Linked DNA regions of Gossypium hirsutum: regions 2 and 3 are each linked to region 1. The links are chromatin contacts, called in public Hi-C maps. All regions are on one chromosome and are shown on one strand. Each heading gives the region's core, a stretch centred on a gene start, on an enhancer-like site or on the middle of the called end of the contact. The rest is flanking DNA. Distances are from core to core; before and after follow the strand shown.

Region 1 (2,743 bases), core at 77-2,576:
TTGTGAGTTAAATTTGTTGTTTTTTATATATATTTAAGATCAAATTGATAGAATGTGTAAATATTAGAGGGTTAAATTTATTATTAGACCAATAAAAAAAACCCAGTCAACACTTCTGTCAAATTTCAAATGGCTTTTATTGCTTGGTGACCAAAAAATTTAATTTTGAATAGTTTAATGACTAAATCGAAAAGAATTTAAAATTTAGTGACCAAAATAGAACGTGAGAAATATTTTAGTGACCATTTTTGTATTTTATCCTTATTTTTTTTAACATCATGGGCCAATTTGGGTAACAAAGGATAGTTTGAGGGTGCATTTGTTTTATGGAAAATGAATGTTGGTTTCATGAAAAACAACTCGGTCAACTGAAAATAAGTCCATTTTCTTGTAAATTAACTTACCATTTTGAAAAGCGTAAGTTATTTTTCGAAAATGAACTCTTTTATGAATAATTTTATCTTTATATAAAAATTAACTTGAATCAAATCTAATATTATTATATTAATAATCAATTTTTATTTTTATTTTAAAATATTTAAAAATATTAAAATAATAAAATATTAGTATCAAATATTGTAATGTGTAATATTCTTAAACATGCATATTTAATTATTTATATTTAATAATATAATTTATTATTTTAATAAATTATTTAATATTACAATTTTATTTTAATAAAAAATTAACAATAATAATTTTAAATTTTAAATAATATTATAAATATATTATTGAAAAATATTTATATTAATATTTTAATAATAAAGATATATTACAATTTATAAATATTTAATAATAAATGTTTTCTGATATAAGATATGAAAAAAATTTGAGCGAAAAATATGAATATTTTAAAAATATATATTACAATTTTATATTTATCTCTTACAACTCAAATGTGTCACTATCCACTTTCATATGCGTAATATATGTAATTTAAATTAGGTTTTAATTAAACATTGTTTATTATTAAGTTTATATATGATATTAATTATTACTATAATATTTTGTAAAAAATAAATTATGTTGTGTTTGTTTTATTAAGAACAACTTGTGAAAAATGATTTCAGGAAAATTTTTCAAATAACGAATTTTTTTTTACACAGGATCATCAAACTTTAGAAAATATCAAAGTTAGATGAAAAAAGATTGGATACTAAAGTGAAAAAATTATATAGTTTAGGGGCCAAAGTGAGTATGCCTTTTTTCCAACATAAAACATTCATTAAAGAATGGGAATAAGTGCAATAGTGGCCCAGAAAGCCCATACATACAATAATAAAAATCAGGCCCCAAAAAACCGAAGGTCCCAGCGTCAAACATTACCAGTAAAACCCAGCTCCTAAAAGGCTCCTCAACCTCTGTAATCGGAGGCGGAGGTTTAGGGAACGCCAAGGGATGTCGAGGAAGAAAGAAGCACGGTGGTCCCACCCGTCGTCGTCATGAATGCCTCTGCTAAAGAGTATGCCCTGGCCCAGGTCAAGAAAAGACACCATCGACCACTGGGAAGCCAAAGGACAGGGGAGACATCATATTCTAATAATAGAAGAAATGATTGAACCGATCATATCACTATTCTTAATTCAATTGGTTTGATTAATTTAACAGTTAAACTAACAAAAATTAAATAAATAATCATAATGTTTTCTATTTTAAAAAGTTAAACTAGTTAACATATTCGACTATTAATTCTTGTCATAATTTTCTATTTTTATTGGTTGAGTAGTTTTTGATTCAATCAATTAAACTTTTTTTGTTCGACCGGAATAATATACTGACTAATTTTTTATCAAATCGATCCGATCAATCAATCTAGTTATATTCTAAGAACACTGGTCATATCATTAAATTTTGACGGAATTCAAGTTTAGAAATAAAAATAAATCCAATTATAAATTCAAGTAATAAAATGAAAAAAAATGTATAAGTATGAAAATAAATTTAATTACCAAATTGAGTAAAAAAATATTATGTTTAAACAAATTAGTTTTGGTCAATTTATGTATGATGTTTGAGTAGTTAATGTTATTGAAACAGTTGTGATAGATATAGTGAATTCCCACGTTGTTGGAGACTTGCTTTATTTTTTTCTTCTTTTGGTATGATTCGAGTAGTTGAGATATAAATGTAAGTAATAACTTTTTATAAAAGTTTTGTTCTGGAAGCCAAAAACTTGAAATATATGATTGAAATTATCTCAAATTATAATTTTAACTAACAAGTTGCATAGAAGAAAGAAAGAACAACACTTACGAAATCCTAAAGAAATCAATTATCTTATATTATAGGACATTTACAGTATGGGCAAAAATAATTTCTTTACTTAAAAAAGATTTTTATTGAAATTATAAAAGATGAGGATTTGAGAAACTTTAAATTTTATTTTATTTTTTTTAGATTTTATATAAAATATAAATATAATTATTAATTATTAATTATTTTTTAATTAATTTTTTATCAATTGGCCCATAACATCAATTCCGTTAAAGATTTAATATTAATATAAACTTAAGAGTACAATCTCATAATTAGGGTTTGCATTCAATATACTATACTATACAAGTTCATACACAGTAAGTATCATCAATTAATAATTAAACAGATATTAGAACCATAACACTGAATAAAATAACTATTTAATAACTGATATTTTGTAACTGTATAAATTTATTCATTGTCATGAATATAAATTGAAGTTACATGTAAAGTGTTGTTTAATAAATTGAAGTATTTAACTTAAATT
Region 2 (2,743 bases), core at 103-2,602, 86 kb before region 1:
ATGATCATACAACAAAAAATTAAAGTAAATAAATGAATAAATAAAAGCAACACGATTTGGAGGTAAGGATTTTGATTTGAATGTTTGAATGAACTAGAAGAAGAAGGAAGAAGGGTTTATTTTAGGGTTTTTTTTTAGAAAAATAGATTTTAGGGTTTGATTTTCGTGGAAATGGAGACTAGAGTCTGGAGAGAATAAGAAAAATAATTTGAGGTTTGGACTTTGGACGATAGAATTGGCTGGGGCCAGGGGTTTGATTTGGGGGAGATATTGGGTTTTGGGAAAATATTTCTCTGGGCAAACAAGCTTGGGGTTGGGGAAATGGGATAAAACAAAATCTGGGCTTGGGGGAAATTGAATTAAGTAATTAAGTAAAAGCCTAAAATTTTAAAAAATTAAAAATATAGTTTATATTCAGTTTATTCTAATTAATTGAGTTATTCATATTCGAGAATTCAACTCGACTCGAACTCGAAATTCGAAAAAAATTTGAGTTGATTTGATTAACTCGATTCGAATAATTCGAAATTCAAATTTTTTTCGATTTTTTCAAATCGAATCGAATCGAATTTTACTCATCCCTACCCACTAGCATCCACTACTCAAAATTTCAATTTAAATTGAACTCTACCACACGCCACACGCCTCAAGCAAAAATAATTCCCTTGCCTACGTAGGAACTCAAACACAAGACTTCCAACCAACTAATACTCCACTTAATCACCAGACCAACAGAGTCATTCTAATATGAAATTACAAATAATTAGATATAAGTCCACTGCTCAAGTATCTGGCTTAACTCAAAAAAAAAAAATCAAAATTTACCAAATGCAAAACTTAAGCTTAGAAACTTACACACACAGAACATTTAACCACTAAAACAAATATAAATTTATGTCACATTTTAACAAAATAAAAATAAAATTTTGAGTCGTTACAAAATTAAATTTTATAAATAAATTATATTAATCATATTTAAAATTTATATTTCATAAATTATATGTTAAATTACTTTTCAGAAGTACAGCTCAATCGTAACAGTAAAACAAAATAATTTTAGTATTATAGTTTACCTTTTTGCGTCCATCAATATAAGTTGTATAGCTATGGGTTGATATAAGATTTTTAAATTTTAAACTAATTTTTGGTTGGATAAAATACTTGTTGAATGGTTCGTGAACAAGAAGTTGCTGATCTTCACACTTTCAAGTTGATGAACAAAGCTGATTTTCTCAAAATTCAAAACAGAACAGCCATGTTTCTGACTGAAAAGCCCACAGTCATAATGGCCCCAAGCTGTGGATGAACTGACAAAGGAGACATGGTTGGCACGTGCTCAGCATTCCCCCACGACAATGACCCGCACGTGTGACTTCGGCCAGGGAAAAGAAGGTAAACACAACATCCCAACCCGACAAACCCAAAACAAGAAAAAATGTTACACCAAACGATACATTACATCAAACCTTGTAGAATGTACCTATGTATAAAGATAGCATCATTTAGGGATCTCGAAAACAAAATTCTGAAATCGACAGTGTTTGAGCCGAGTTGATCGAATCCGCTAGAATTACATTTTCTTTTTTGAAATCCAGATTCTGGACAAATCGGATCGGGCTAGCTTTAAATAATATTGATCTGGTTTAGACTGAAATTCTCCCGAAATATTTATGAAATTGCTTTTTATATTTTTCAAATATTAATTAAATTTAAAAAACCTTTAAAATTTTATTACTACCAATAGAAGCTAGTGTTCGATTGAATCGAATAAAAAAATTTAAATTAATCGAGTTCACGAATTATATTTTATCATCATAACTCAATTTGAAACTTTCTAGAATAATCGAATATATTTGTTCAAGTTAAATTTTAAAAAAATAATTTTCGGTCTTTGTAATTACTCTCTTCCACCGTAATTAAATTTGTTATTAATTTTTATCACATCATAATTTATTTATTAATCTTTTATATACAGGCTAGCTTCTTTACTTGCTTAGTTGATTCAATTATGTCTTGATTTTTGTCACTGTGTATTTTGAAATTAAAAAATATATTAAATGTAAAACTATGATTTTTTAATAAATATTATTTTAAAGATAAAATGTGAAATTCATACAAACATAAAATTTTACACGAATATTTTATGATATTATTAATAATTCAATTTTAATATAAATATTTAATATGATTAAACAATTCAATAATATAATTAGTATAAAATGTCAAAATTAATTTAATAATATAAATAGTAGATATAAATAAAATTATTACTATTTAAGTTTACGGATTTTTTTTGGATGATTTTGATTTTTTATTTGGAGATAAAAGGTGAGAAGTAAAAGTTTATGGGAAAATAAAAAGTTATAGGAAGTAAAATTTTGAGGGAAAGTAAATAAGGGGAGTAACATTTTGGAGAGAAAATACTTAAAAAAAATTGGGGGAGGGGGGATGGGTTTGGGGTAGATGGGGGCCTAGGGGGTGGGATGAGAGAGAAGTAAAAGTTTTAGGAGAAAAATGGGAGGGTGTAAAAATTTTGGGTGAAAATAAAAAGCTTTGAGGATTTTTGGGAGTAAAATTTTAGGGGAAAGTAAATAGGGGAGTAAAATTTTGGAGGAAAAATATTAAAAGAAAATTTTGGAGGAAAAATATTAAAAGAAAATTTTGGTGGGAAACGAATTAGGAATAGATGGGGGGTGGTAGGGAAGGGGAATAAAAGTTTTTTTTGGGGGGGGAAGTGAGAAGG
Region 3 (2,743 bases), core at 71-2,570, 84 kb after region 1:
AGAAACTTACTGAAAGCGCAAAATAAGCAAAACATGAGGTGAAGAAGTGGACAGAGAGGGACAGTAGAAAGTGGAGAGATTTTAGGAATATTTCCAGAATTCGATTTCAACACCACTTCTATCTCCTTGGCGCCATAGGCAGAGGAAATTGCAAAAATATTTTTGCTTTGCACACACAAGGATTCAAACACAATACCTCTAGGTAAGATAAAACCTTATCACTGAACCAACAAATTCCTTCATATCAACAATTGAGCAAAAATAATATATAAGTTAGATGTTAAAGGAAAGGGGTTGAAAAAAATAACAAAAATTCAAAGGAAATGATTTGAACAGATGACTTTAGCACTTAAATAGAACACATAACTAGTGAACCAAATTAATTTACTTGACATGATTTAACAATTAAAAAAAAAGAATTTAGGAGATTACATGTTAGGAATTAATTTGTAATAATTTATTAATTATGATTACTCATATTTATTTTTGTAATTGTGTTACACTTAAAAAAAATATTAAAATGTAAATAACTAAACATAATCTACACATCATATGAGTCACAAGCTATTTAAACAAATAATAATGAGAAGGGAGAGGACTTAAAAAGTTGATACCCACGGCTTACTTTGACTTGTTTTTCACAGTGGGGACATAAATATCCCCCAAATTTGGTGAGATGAATTAGTTGAAGTCAAAATAACATATATTTAGGTTGCATGATGCTGTTTTTTTTCCTTCTAAAACTAATCATTTATTTAAACTTGCCTGACATCACATGTGTTTATAAATTTCCAAATGGATGATTGCGATATAAGTGGCACTTGGAACATAAAAGACAAAACTATAAAATCTTAGTAAAAACTAAAAACCCTTTTTACTTTTTCCTTTTTCATAAACTGGTTAATTCTATTTTACAACTTCATTAAAATAAATTATATATCTTATTAGATTATACATTGAAATTCAAATAAACCTTCAAAAAATTAAGGTTGAATTTTAAAAATGAGAAGTGTATAAGTTGTTAGAAATAAAGAACTTTTTCATATAAAAATCTTAAAAGATATAATTATCAATATTGAGTAAAAAAGAAAATTAAAGACTAACTAAATAATGTAGACCTAAAACAATGAAGGGTGAGAGATGGACTGTGAAGAAGGAAGAAACTGAGGGATGAGATGGTTGGTTATAATTAATGAAAAAAACACCAAGTAAGCACAAAATTAAAGGAGACGGATAGAGCAAAAGAGAGGTTATTGGTGAAAGCAAGCATTTAGTTAGAACACGGATATAAAGGGAGTTAGGAAAATTTAATTGAGGGAGTTAAGTGGGCGTTGAGTGATGCCACTGCTTCATTTATTCCTCTCATCTGCACACTGACCCTCTCCCTCTTTGCTTCTTCCTTTTTGCCTTTAAATCCTCCCTCTCCTCTGCTCCATTTATGTACCCACACCTCTTTTTCTTATCTTCTTAATTATTTCTCTATCTCTTGCAATATGCCTCCAGCCTCGCCCGATTTCTCCAGCTCTGTCAAGCTTAAGTATGTTAAGCTTGGCTACCAATACGTTGTGGATCATTTTCTTACTCTCTTGTTGGTTCCTGTCATGGTTGGGATCCTTATTGAAGTTGTTCGTTTAGGCCCTGAAGAGATTGTTAACCTATGGAATTCCCTCCATTTTGATCTTATTCAGATATTGTGCTCTTCTTTCTTCATCATTTTTATTGCCACTGTTTACTTCATGTCCAAGCCACGATGCATCTACCTTGTGGATTATGCATGCTACAAGCCTCCTGTGACTTGCAGGGTTCCTTTTGCTACTTTCATGGAGCACTCCAGGTTGATTTTGAGCAACAATCCTAAGAGCGTGGAGTTCCAGATGAGGATTCTGGAACGGTCTGGGCTGGGTGAAGAGACTTGTTTGCCTCCTGCTATTCATTACATCCCTCCAAAGCCAACCATGGAGGCCGCTAGAGGCGAGGCTGAGGTTGTTATTTTCTCAGCTATGGATTCTTTGTTCAAGAAAACGGGGCTGAAACCTAAAGACATAGATATTCTTATTGTCAACTGCAGTCTCTTCTCCCCCACGCCATCTTTGTCTGCTATGGTGATCAACAAATACAAGCTGAGGAGTAACATTAAGAGCTTTAATCTTTCGGGAATGGGGTGCAGTGCGGGGCTTATCTCCATTGATTTAGCTCGGGATCTTCTCCAAGTACACCCGAATTCTAATGCAGTTGTTGTCAGCACAGAGATCATCACTCCCAACTACTACCAGGGTAAAGAAAGAGCTATGCTCCTTCCCAACTGTCTCTTCCGCATGGGTGGTGCAGCAATCCTGTTGTCGAACCGCCGCTCAGAGAGGCGGAGAGCCAAGTACCGACTTGTCCACGTTGTTCGAACCCACAAAGGGGCTGATGACAAGGCCTACCGATGCGTGTTTGAAGAAGAAGACAAAGAAGGCAAAGTTGGGATATCATTATCTAAAGATCTCATGGCTATAGCTGGAGAGGCTTTAAAATCCAACATTACCACAATAGGGCCTTTGGTGCTTCCAGGGTCAGAACAACTTCTATTTCTTCTCACTCTGATCGGGCGTAAAATCTTCAACCCCAAGTGGAAGCCTTATATCCCAGACTTCAAGCTGGCGTTTGAGCACTTCTGCATCCATGCTGGAGGGCGAGCAGTGATAGATGAACTGCAAAAGAACCTGCAGCTGTCAGCAGAACACGTAGAGGCATCTAGGAT

What was found. Hi-C and Micro-C count contacts between places; a contact is called where the count stands out from the background.
Region 2: a contact with region 1 is called in a Hi-C map of leaf, with 3 times the contacts expected there. The contact joins two enhancer-like sites. A contact is called at or near these places in 10 of 34 Hi-C or Micro-C datasets (leaf and petal).
Region 3: a Hi-C map of leaf shows a contact between it and region 1, with 4 times the contacts expected there. The contact joins the promoter of LOC107886641 here to the enhancer-like site in region 1. A contact is called at or near these places in 15 of 34 Hi-C or Micro-C datasets (anther, callus, leaf and 1 more).

Annotation. Positions count from the first base shown.
Region 1 is chrA03:102,074,610-102,077,352 of Gossypium_hirsutum_v2.1, forward strand. No RefSeq gene overlaps it. Among protein-coding and RNA genes, the nearest start is that of LOC107929704, 55 kb to the right of the region's middle. Within about 2 kb of position 1,327, at least 6 of the 9 cell types and tissues checked have an H3K27ac peak or open chromatin away from gene starts, as enhancers often do. A contact at or near this core is called in leaf, where this site is marked.
Region 2 is chrA03:101,988,774-101,991,516 of Gossypium_hirsutum_v2.1, forward strand. No RefSeq gene overlaps it. Among protein-coding and RNA genes, the nearest start is that of LOC121225382, 11 kb to the right of the region's middle. Within about 2 kb of position 1,353, at least 4 of the 9 cell types and tissues checked have an H3K27ac peak or open chromatin away from gene starts, as enhancers often do. A contact at or near this core is called in leaf, where this site is marked.
Region 3 is chrA03:102,158,902-102,161,644 of Gossypium_hirsutum_v2.1, forward strand. LOC107886641 (3-ketoacyl-CoA synthase 6) reads left to right here and starts at 1,321. Exons shown (of 1, transcript XM_016810674.2): 1 at 1,321-2,743. The coding sequence starts at 1,494.